Linked DNA regions of Bombyx mori: region 1 is linked to region 2. Evidence: chromatin contacts called from public Hi-C data. All regions are on one chromosome and are shown on one strand. Each heading gives the region's core, a stretch centred on a gene start, on an enhancer-like site or on the middle of the called end of the contact. The rest is flanking DNA. Distances are from core to core; before and after follow the strand shown.

The links. Hi-C and Micro-C count contacts between places; a contact is called where the count stands out from the background.
Region 1: a Hi-C map of middle silk gland shows a contact between it and region 2, with 1.9 times the contacts expected there. The contact joins the enhancer-like site here to the promoter of LOC101735482 in region 2. A contact is called at or near these places in 2 of 7 Hi-C or Micro-C datasets (middle silk gland and whole pupa).

The regions. Positions count from the first base shown.
Region 1 is chr23:16,025,693-16,032,104 of ASM3026992v2, reverse strand. The region is part of intron 3 of LOC101737509 (GTPase-activating protein CdGAPr); the gene reads right to left. Among protein-coding and RNA genes, the nearest start is that of LOC101737509, 24 kb to the right of the region's middle. Within about 2 kb of position 1,499, at least 8 of the 8 cell types and tissues checked have open chromatin away from gene starts, as enhancers often do.
Region 2 is chr23:15,972,883-15,978,668 of ASM3026992v2, reverse strand. It overlaps LOC101735482 (26S proteasome complex subunit SEM1), which reads left to right and starts at 3,571. Exons shown (of 2, transcript XM_062675310.1): 1 at 3,571-3,715; 2 at 3,801-5,320. The coding sequence starts at 3,643. The coding sequence ends at 3,967. LOC101747136 (importin subunit alpha-5) reads right to left here. Exons shown (of 12, transcript XM_062675305.1): 12 at 3,546-5,786. It overlaps LOC101735343 (ankyrin-3), which reads left to right. Exons shown (of 10, transcript XM_004930674.5): 9 at 519-668; 10 at 990-2,153. The coding sequence ends at 1,310.

The DNA of each region.
Region 1 (6,412 bases), core at 250-2,749, 56 kb before region 2:
ATTACGGGCAGGCATATGTTAGAAGAGCTACAAACGTGACTTACATAATCTAGATTATGGCAGTAGGAACTGAATAACTGACAGTCAATACGCAGAGTAAGTCAATGTTTTACCAATGTAATAGAGATTGGTGATGTCTATAGGCATATGTGTGTATGTATATACTTAGCTCGTCTATCTACAGAAATAAAATTAGAAGGAAGTTCATTATAATTAATTAAGTAGATGCAGGTAAATATGAAAATGTCGACTCGGTTCATAACCGCGTCAATATCCTAAAATATATTATTATTAGAGGCGACTCCCTCTTAAGTCAAAGTCTATGGGCGGAGCCATTGACGACGAGCACTCACGTGGACTCGTGACGTCATCTGGAGGGGCAACTCGTCATCTGGAGGGGCAACCGACCGACCAGCGGGGACATCACGCCACCTCGGATCACTTTTGCTAGCAGCACGCGCAGCGTTCACTTGTCTTAGATTTAATATTCTGTGTCGATCGTTCCTACCCACTTTTGTATTTTTTTATTTATTTAAATTATTAAGCCGTTGCTAAAATTATTTAAATCAAATTCTACCAGCTTCCTCAACAAGCCATTTAATATTGCAAAGTAGTTTATTTCAATAAGTTCTTTTAAAGATATAATTACTATGTACTTCAGCAATTACTGCTGTTATTTACTGTAAGGAACACTTTGACATTAAATTCAAATCTGATGCATTAGAAGTTAATTTGAGTTTTGTCGACTTACGGTGTTTTCACTACTAGCAATCAATGTCTTAAACAATTATTACTGTGGACAATTACAATACTTTGGTTAACAGGACCACAGGATCTCGTGTAAACTTTAAGTTACGTGCATTTGAATTGAGAGCATGCTTTTGCACGCAGTCTTGATCCTACGATATCTTCTGTTACATAAGTTACCCGTTTACAGAGGCATTAAGGTATAATATAATAATCATAAAGCATAACTATTGGCCATCTGAGGAAGTTCATGTTTCGTAAATCCGAAGCGAAAACAGTTGATGGATGCCTTTCGCGCTTATACTTTATATTCCGAGTTTTATATGCAATTCAAATTAGTTTAAATAAGAGCTAAACGCGGCTTATCGTTTAAATTCAAAAAGTCTATTACTCTATTGTGAGTTTCGATATCAGTAACTTAACACCCTGTACATGTAGGAACATAAGCATAATGTTGTCGAATAGGGGTTATCCTAACTTACAGCCCAGAGGAAAACATGAGTCCAAGTGAAGATATCGGAACAACTATAGAGATATATCACAGCAGAGCTGTCAGCTACAGTCAAGGAGCACTCAATGAGCTGCATGAAAAGAGTCACAAACCTAAATAAAGTAATACCCTTGAAACAGGAAGATACAAATTTTCCGCTACAAATATAAGCGAGTCGGGAACGATGTGTGTTGTAGGATCCCAACCGAACCCCCACACTACGTCGGCGACATTCGCGTACCTACGTACGTAGCGATACCGGTTTAGTGACGCCACGCGACCTCCAACCGTGACTTTTACCTAGAACCCGCTTTATATTACTGCTATTGTACTGTTTCATTTGACTGTGCTTTTTACGCTGAATTTTTTTACTACTAGATGACTAGAAGCATGATATGAGTTTTTTATTATGACAAAGTAACCGTCCGTCGCAATCTCTGAAGTGGCGAACTTTTTTTTATTTATTAGTTCGGTGGACGAGCTCACGGCCCACCTGGTGTTAAGTGGTTACTGGAGCCCATAGACATCTACGACGTAAATTCGCCACCCACCTTGAGATATAAGTCCTAAGGTCTCAGCATAGTCACATCAGCTCACGGCAGAAATAGGCAGAATAGTGGTACCTACCTGCGCGGACTCACAAGAGGTCTTGCCACCAGTAATTACGCAAATTATCATTTTACGGGTTTGGTTTTTATTACACGACGTTATTCCTTCACCGTGGAAGTCAATCGTGAACATTTGTTGAGCACGTATTTCATTAGAAAAATTGGTACCCGCCTGGGATTCGAACACCGGTGCATCGCTAGATACGAATGCACCGGACCTCTTATCCCTTAGGCCACGACGACTTTAAATCGGGTCGGGGTATTACTGGCAGAGTTTGATGTTGCTACCGATTGAGCTGTCATCCTGTTTAAACGACAGGGTACTCATTATTTTAATTCAATCAATACTTCAACAACGGCTTTTGAGGAGAACGAAAAAAAAACCACAACATTTTGATTAAATCCTGAGTAAAGATGCTTAGAAACAATTCCCTTTGGCGTTGCAATAAAAAAAAACAAAAAAAATTGAAATAATCATTTGATTTATAAATAAAGAGTAACAAATAGTTTTTTTTTTCCGTTTAGATTTATTAATCATGGGACATTTATAGCACACACCGCATTCCTTAACACAAACTGACTGAGTCACAACCGGTGCTCAATAAAAACCGAGAGGACAAACATTAATCCTAATATAAAAATGGATCAGAAGTATATGTAACACGTAATATAACACGTAGTAGATCTTTGGAAGTTTTCGCGGCATTAAGGTTAAAGATCCCGGTGTGTTCCCGTATTAAGCGATGATGCTATGCCAGGGTTCACATCCAACAGGCAGGTAGGTCCTACTTAGCAGATATTTACGAACACCCTTCACAGTAAAGGAATTTGTTATGAAATGAACATCAACCCAGCAAGAGATTATAGTATAAAAAAATATCGGTTGTCTGTATGGTCTGTAAAATCAAACCCGCAAAATTATAATTTGCGTAATTACTGGTGGTAGGACCTCTTGTGAGTCCGCGCGGGTGGGTACCCCCACCCTGCCTATTTCGGCCGTGAAGCAGTAATGCGTTTCGGTTTGAAGGGTGGGGCAGCCGTTGTAACTATACTTGAGACCTTAGAACTTATATCTCAAGGTGGGTGGCGCATTTACGTTGTGGATGTCTATGGGCTCCAGTAACCACGTAACACCAGATGGGCTGTGAGCTCGTCCAACCATCTAAGCCATAAAAAAAAAGTCGGTTTACTGACGATAGTTGAACGTAACAACGTCATAAGGAAATACTGATGGAATGGTTTCATTTTTCATAAGAAAATTTTAATTTTATTTGTTTGATAGATATTTTGTAAGGACAATTCATACCGGATGATAAGTGAATACCGGAGCCCATAGACATCTACTACGCAAATGTCGTCACCCACCCTGAGATAAGAGTTCTAAGGTCTCAAGTATAGTTACAACGGCTGCCCCACCCTTCAAACCGAAACGCATTACTGCTTCACGGCAGAAATAGGCAGGGTGGTGGTACCTACCCACGCAGGCTCACAAAAGGTCCTACCACCAATAATTTCTCTGATCTACGAATTTCGATGACGAAAATATTACAAAATTATAAAACAGAATATATGGGTATGAAGTTCTACTGTCTATATTTTCTGTTGTAGGGTTAAAACAGTAAACTAGTAGAATTAATTGAAGAATAAATAAGTTGAAATACTTCCATCTTGATTATTTAAGTTGCATGTATTTATTTCCCCGTCTTTTATCCAACACAATTGAAACTTTGTGGTTGCTGTTGGAACACCATGGAACGTTTCTTATTGATACTCAGCAAATAAAACTACGCATAGGGATTAATTATGAACTTACAAAAAGAGAATTAACTCGACCACATGCAATGGAAGGAGCTAGTGACATCATATCCGGTTGCTAGTAACCGGAGTTAACCAATTGTGGGAGTACAGTTTTTTTTAATGGTCACACTTTTTTTGACAATACTTACTATAGCTTGTTATGTCTTAAGTACGACAGGTTATGAGTTCGATATTGGGCACGTGTCGACTGTCGTGCACAGAACGGTTGGTTCTATTTCACACTCATTTTTTCCTTTTTTTTAAAGTCCATTCCGCGAACGAGTCAAAATCCCACGTATGTTTTTGTTTTTATTGCTAAACGTGTGGAAGAGCTCACGGCGCACCTCGTATTATATGGTTACTGAAATCCATAGAAATCAACAACGTTAATGCCGCCCCGCCCTTCAAACCGAAAAGGATTACTGCTTGGCGCCGGAAATAGGCAGGGCGGAGGTGATACCTACCAGTAATTACGCAAATTATAATATTATTCCTTCACCGTGGAAGTCAATCGTGAACATTTGTTAAGTACGTATTTCATTACAAAAATTGGTACCCGCCGGCGGGATTGGAACACCGGCACAGTTGCATCGCTCGATATCAGTACACCGGCCGTCTTATTCTTTAGGCCACGACGAAATAATCATTAGATTAATTTCAATTTGATCAAATTCAAATATAACTACGTCAATTCTAGGTACAGCATTTATTTAATACAACATTTTGTATTCCAAAATTGCTCATCGACCGATACGTGTAAAATATAAATAAATAATAGAATAATATACTTCTACAACTAGAAACTCGTTTGAATAATATGCATGTTAGTTACGAAACAATATAAAGATCTCGCTTCAATGATTAGTGGTCCTAGTACACAACTAGTTATGTTAATCTATTAATTTATTCATTCAGAGAACTACTACTCATTGTCGAATGAATAAACTATTAACGTATCGTACGATAAACTATTTTACACATACTGTGTTTGTTTAGTGCGACTTTTTTAACGTTCTCGATAGCGTAAAAGTTAACTCAAACTGCGCCCCTAGCGGCAAACGTCGGCAAACATTGCTACTGCATACAAATTTGAGTTAACTTTTACGCTATGGAGAACGTTAAAAAACTCGCACTAAGCACACTGGTGGCGTTATGGGTGTGGCCAGAATTGAAAATCTTTTTAGCTATCTATATGAAGATAGATAAAAAAAACGCAATTATTTATTTCTGATGGTAGGGCATGCTCGAGTTTGTTGATGGATCCACTTGATCCAATCTCGATGCTGTTCGCACTGGACACTTGTAGTGTGTATGTCTAACATATCTATACGTGTTCTATGATCAGCAAATATTCGGTGGATGTCGGAGTACCCGTCAGACCGGTGATTCGAAGATTGGGGGGCATGCTCGATTCTGGGCCACAAACATTAAAATTATAATTACATATATTAAGACATTTCTAGGGAATTTTTTTGACATTTCCTGTCTTAGATTCCGAGGTGTGGCACCTAACAGGTTTCGACTTCCTGCGCTTAGTTTTATTTATTCATTTTAATTAGACCTCCGTTATATTACCAATATAAAACCGAGTACCTGATCTACAAATCATTAAAAATCGCAGTCACTCTACACGCAACGAACGCAAAACAGGTAATGCTAAACCATATAGGTTAGTTAAGAGTGGAACTACCTATCGCATCAGATGTATACATGATCCCACTGAACCACGAGTATAGTTCGCGCTCTAGGACTTCATGTTGGCATCTTTGGTCTCCAGGTACCAACCAACTCCATGTAGAAACCATCCCCCTTTAAAATTTACGGCTATGGCCCACATGACCTATGGCGGTAGGCAGCGGCTTGGCTCTGCCCCTGGCATTGCAGAGGTCCATGGGCGACGGTAACCGCTCACCACCAGGTGGGCCGTATGCTCGTCTGCCTGCAAGTGTAATAAAAAAAAACCTGATTGTCAGCGTCTTCCATCTCTAATTGACAACAATAACGGAACTTGACGAATGTGTACATTTCCGTTGACAACATAATAGTAACTTTTTTATAAAGAAAAGATTACTGGTGGCCCGGAGGTTTTTCCAGTTTCACCAGGACAGGTGAGTGAGCAAAGGCTCAGCCAGGTTGGGATTTGCTGACAGCTGCCTGAGTGCCTCCAAAAGAGACCTAACAGCTCAAGGAGTAATAGTACCATTGATCTGATCTCATCTCATCCCAAACTTTCATTGAGCTCTTGTTTCTCTACTGATACCAGTATATACAACATTCATGCAAAGCCTTGATGCCTTTATAGCGTATAAAGTTTCCAAAAATCGTAACACGATCCCCAGTATTCCACACGATTGAAGATCGCTGATCGCATGACGCACACACATGTCGGCAGAATGTCCTCCTTCACCAGATGTCGACCAACGTGACACAGTCGCGAGGATGTGTTTTTATGTAATGCAATAATGAATGTAATGAATTTACGTTCCCTTCGGCACTGAACTAGGCCGAGCTGGGTTGTTTTAACAAAATCGACTGTCGAAGCTTCTTGTATCGGGTAAGTTGCAAGTAAAAAGTAAGTGTTTTATTATTATCTTATTACTCAGATGGGTGTACGAGCTCATGGTCCACATGGTGTTAAGTGGTTACCTTGGTCCATAGACATCTAAAACGTAAATGCTGCCACCACCTACCTTGAGACATGAGACCTAAAGTCTCAGCGTTAACAGCACAACGGCTGCCCCATCCTTCAAACCGAAACGGATAACTGCTT
Region 2 (5,786 bases), core at 2,322-4,821:
TCATTTTGTGGTGTGGTGTTGAGGACGGGCCCCTCGTGACAACATGCGTGGAAGCGATATTCTGCTGCTGTTAACAATACATCACTTGCACATTACAGTGCAGCCGCACTCAATGCCGAATGAGTACATCAATGAACATTAAAATGATAATAAGAGCGTGGAGCCCAGTAGAAGTGAAACCTTTACAAGTATTCAATCTCTTGATCCTAATGATCTGTAGTAATGTCGAGCCGCGTCAAGTGCGCTAAGTGCGAGTTTTTTAACGTTTTCGATAACGTAAAAGCTAACTCAAATTTGTATGGAGTTGGAACGTTTGTCTACATTTGCCGCTAGGGGCGCTATTTAAGTTAACTTTTACGCTATCGAGAACGTTAAAAAGCTCGGACTAAGTACACAGATCGTGCGTCTCTACCGCTATTTTGTCGTCTTATTTCAAATTTACCGCGCGATTAGACAATTTGATATTGTCTACCGTCATGTCACGATACTGTTTGAAGCTAAACATATTCCTCGACCAGATCCTGCTGGAGAGCGGCGCCGACCCGAACCTGAAGGTGTACAGCCCGGAGGACGCGGCTCAGCTGCGGCCCGCGCTCGCCGAGTACCTCGCCAGCAACGTGCGGCCCCACCGCGACCTGGTGGCCATGCTCCTCGCGCACGGAGCCAGGGTCGGTACCACACTCGCCAACCACTTAAAGTATCAGCTGATACTGAATTTTGTTTGATACCACTTTTAGAATTCCCGGTAAATCAGGAAGGTAGATTAAGCAACAAGCTTCCACAGTGACCACCGCCCGCACAATACGCAGACTACCGGTAGAGTCTCGCCTTGCGTTGCCGAACCTAAGAATGGCACCATCAAGAAGAAACACTCACTCCGCATTTACCTGTTGGTTTTGATGTCTGCATTAATTTTAAATTCAACATTTTTGTATTTAAGAAGGGCTGTCTACTCCGTAATAAAGAGTTTATGGTTGGACTTCTTCCAGGTCATAATGAAAACCCAGTTTCGTGATCCGGATGGCATTCTCAACCACTTACAAAACGTTACTTCAGAGGAATACGAGCATATCTTCTACTTACTTCTGGAAGCCGCAGAAGCCTTCGACCTCTGCATGATCAAGAGGAACAGTATATTAAACGCAGAACAAAAGCAAAAACTAATTGAACGCGCCAAAAATCCAATATCCCTATTGGCACAAGTCAGGATATTCCTCCGGAAACAGTTCGGCCCCTCCTTCCCCCACGCGGTCAAAACTATGGAAATACCTAAAACTCTTCACCACTACCTGCTTTTTGAATGTCGTTAAATCGTAAATTATCATTAATTTTTGGACAAAATAATCAGGGATGTGGTCCTTTTAGGTGGCCGAGCGCGATAGGTGCCTTTGTCAAATTAAAATTAAGAAGGTTGTTGGTGCTGCCACATTTATATTACTTTCCTTGTACTGTAGGAGTTCCCATTATTTTATGGGAAATTAAAGATTTGTAAAATTGTAACGCTTAATTTCAGATCGTGGACGAAACATTATTTTGTTAGTTTTTTTATTTCGATCTCGACAATATTTACATTTTTTTATATATTATGTTAGATCGAAACATGTTTCATTTTGAGACGTATTATAAGTATCTACATTTTACTATAAAGTATACATATCTTTTATATTAAGTTTTTAGTAGTAAAACACGACAGGAGACAATTTTTGTAAAGAAATTATTGGAATCCTATACATTTTTATAGTCCTGTTCGTTACTCAGATTTGGTATGCAAAATGCATGGATTCATTTTTGTATAGAAATAAAAAAAATGGGGCATGATTTTAATTTATTCCCAAAAATAGTTTTCATCTTAAAATAAATTTTATACAACAAAATCTAAATTGTTGCTTGTTTTTTGTCTTTTTCTATTATTACCTTACTATATAATGTATTATTTCAATTGGAACTGGAAATTTGAGTAAATACTAAGTATATGTATAAAATATTTACCATGTTATTTACCTATAGTCTGAAAACACATTTCTATGTGATATTTTGTGATTTTATATTTATATTGTAATATCTTAAATAATAATAAAAAGCGATGTTATTAATAAGTTAAGTACTTTGTTTATCCTCCGACAATATTTTAAAAATAAACGAGTGTAAGGTTATTAAGTTGTTTCATTGCCTACAATGATAAACAGAGTAGGTAAGTTATGTTCGTGTTTGTGAACAAGAAGGCAGCTAAAGTATTAATCATTAATACTAGTACAATAAAATAAAAAGATAGAAAGCTCAACTTTGAACACAAAAGTTATACTTTCACGATTCGGATACCAAATGAATCGTCGATGATGTTAGTTAGGACACGCAAGTAGAAATACTTCTTGCAATACTTTTAAGTACACAGATTTTGTAATTGTTTTTCTTGCGGCAAAATTAGGTTACTCATTCACACTTCAATTATATTAATTTAACCGGCTCCACGACTAACACTCAAGGTTCCAACCTTGAGTACGATTAGGATTTTTTTTTTTTAAAAAAGGGTTCAACAATGAAGGGATTTCAGATCCTTTTTGATTTGATAATTTTTCTGCATTAGGTAAAGAAAACTATTAAGATGAACTCGTTTTTTTAAAGGTGGAGATTGTTCGAATCAAATTTAAGTGCAAACGGAATATGTCCCTTTTTATTGTCTTTGTAGTAGTGTTATCAACACTCGTTTTAAGAAGAATAAGACATTGCGCTCAGGAAGCATCGTACAGAAAAGTTATTTCCAAAGCCAGATGGTGTATGGCAAAAAAGATATTACATAAAGATATAAAAAAGTACTATGAATTAACTCTACTACGGTGACATGGGGTACCATGGTGGAAAAGAGATGAAATATATTATGTGAAAACAAATACCTAGTTGCTTAAATATTTCTAAATTCGGAAAAAACAACCACAATACAGGCAGCACCACGTTGTTCTGACATCAAAATTTATTGTCACAGTTGCCAGATGGGGGGGATTCCCTGCAAATTTGGGGGGTTTTTCGACTCTGGGGGAGAAAGATTCTTTGGGGGGACATTCGGGGGGAAAAAGTTAGTTGGGAGAAGTTTCGGAGGTTTTTTGAGTATCAATTTGCAATTACTATTAGAATAATTATAGTCTACTATACTATTTACAAGTCAATATTATAAAGGACAAATAATGCAACCAAATAGCAATAGAAACTGCCGAAGCGGTTCTCAGGATTCGATCTTCACTGCCAAATAGATGTATAAATTTTGTTCCCACATCGGACTTGTTAAATATCTTTAACTTCGAAAACGAGTATGCTTTAAATAATAATAACGAAAGTGAATATGATCGTGATAATTGCTTAGAGATGGTTGAAGTTATAGGGATAGCTTGATTAAAAAATAAAAGAATCCTTTTGGTTTTTTATTTCTTCTTTAAAATAAGTAAAAACTGTTTTGGGGGTTTTTTTCTTCAAAAAGCCTATTTTCGGGGGGTTTTCGAAAAAAGTTGGGGGGAAATTCGCACGGTCATCTGGCAACACTGTTTATTGTTGTGAATTTACATTTTACGTGACAGTTGTGTTGTGACTTGCATCTTATTTATTCTGCTACATTAAGTGATATTTCCTTATTTCAATAATCATCACAGTGTAATGGCTGACAAACAGAAAGTAGACCTTGGTTTGCTAGAAGAGGATGACGAGTTCGAAGAATTTCCCGCGGAAAGTACGTAAACCTCCAGATGAAGAATATTAAGAAATTAACAAAAAATGTTTTCATTCATTCTATTTTAATTCAAATTTTCTTGTAGATTGGGGTACAGAAGACGCTGATGATGAAGATGTATCGGTTTGGGAAGACAACTGGGAAGACGACGTCATCCAAGATGATTTTAATCAGCAGTTGAGGTTAGATCTTAAAGATTTCTGTTACCTTCATATGGGCCCAATTGCTGTCGTATTTGATTCTTCTTCTTAATCGCATACCCCATTGCTGAAGGTCATGTCCCTGAAAGGCCTTCGTGGCTCTTTGTACCATCAGCTTCCATTTCGTTCGGTTTTCGGCTTCTCTCAGGGCGGTCGCAACAGAGAGTTCGATCAGCGCGGTTACCTGATCCGACCAACAGTTCGGCGGCCGGCCGGCTGTCTTTTCCCTTCTACCTTGCCCACTACAGACAATTTTTCAAGGTTGTTTGGTGGCCGCTGAGAAATATGACCAAAGTAGCCAAGAACCTTTTGGTAGCAAATCGTAGACAGTATTGTTTCTGATTAAATTTAGAATAATAAGGACCAAGCTTCTGTTCTCCATTATATATTTATGCTATCTGAATAAATGTCCATGTTTTTTTATTGCTTACATGGGTGGTCAAGCTTACAGCCCACCTGGCGTTAAGTGGTTACTGGAGCCCATAGACATCTACAACGTTAATGCCGCCCGTGTAATGTCTCAGTATTGTTACAACGGCTGCCCTACCCTTCAAACTGAAATGCTTTACGGCAGAAGGGTGGTGATGCCTACCCGTACATACTCACAAGAGCTCCTATCACCAGTAAATTCTAAGCGAACACTACTGATGTGACTTCATTTAATATTATAGTACAGTAAGCTATATTTTAAGTTCTAGAACTATTTAAAACCCAAACCTTAAAACAAAATTTTATAAATTTATATTTTTAATTTGTCTCGTGCCTCGAACGCACCTAGTTTTTATTTTATTTTACAGCAGGAACATGCCTCTTGTTTGCTCTAAATATTATTAAATACCTTTATGTTGATGTTACAGCAATCAATCTTTAGTTGAAATGTCATCTAGTACATACAATTAGCATTGAAACTTGTTTCAAATTTATAAATCTTGTGTAAAAAGATAGATTGAATATTTTTTATAAATATTGATATTTCTGGTTATATAAGAGTATGCACTTAGTATCAGTAATTAAAGCACATAGAGACCATAATAGGAACTCAATTGGCCACTCTGAAATATAATACTGAAGTCTAGTTTGAGTTAGATACATGCTTTCCATAGAAATCAGCCTCCTTTAGTACATTGCTGCAGGAAGGCACGAATGGGACGATCTGCGCTGGTTTGCAATGACTCTCATGTACTGTATAATCTTTTAAGATAATTAGTTGTTGGTACTTATGTTTCTAACATTATTAGTCATTACATATGATGAGTATGGACTGCTGGAGAGCAGTTACCAAATGTAAATTATATCTGAAACAATTTTATTTCATTTCAGGCAACAACTGGAAAAACTGAAGGATCAGAAATCTTAATTTTAGCTTAGTTGTAATTAAATAATAATAAATGTGATTTTTTACAAACAGTTTTATTTTTAGAACATCCTTTGAAACATTAGTTACCTGGATACATGTTTTATTGATAGAAGATCACAGTTTATCTTGAACAGCATCTAACATATTTTGTAATGAATTGTTCAATACTGCCTCTCTCTGAATAAACCACAATGAATAAAAGTTCATAGATGGAGTGCTCTGTATTCGACTCCATTGTCCACTTTGAGATGAGTCCCAGTTCTATAGTACAACAGTCACTTTCCCACACTTATTTTTTTAGTCAAAGCTTATCATATGTTATCTCTTGAACTCATACTCTTCATTCACACAGTTAATCCAATTCTCTTTAAGACACTCCCTCCTCACCTCAAGGTAAATAAAATAAATATTAAAATTGATGGCTCTGGCCCTATCACTTGCTACTGTGTTCGAGGGAAGACTTGCATGTGTGTGCGTGCATGCAGTTTATGAATGAAAGATCTACCCTCACTGT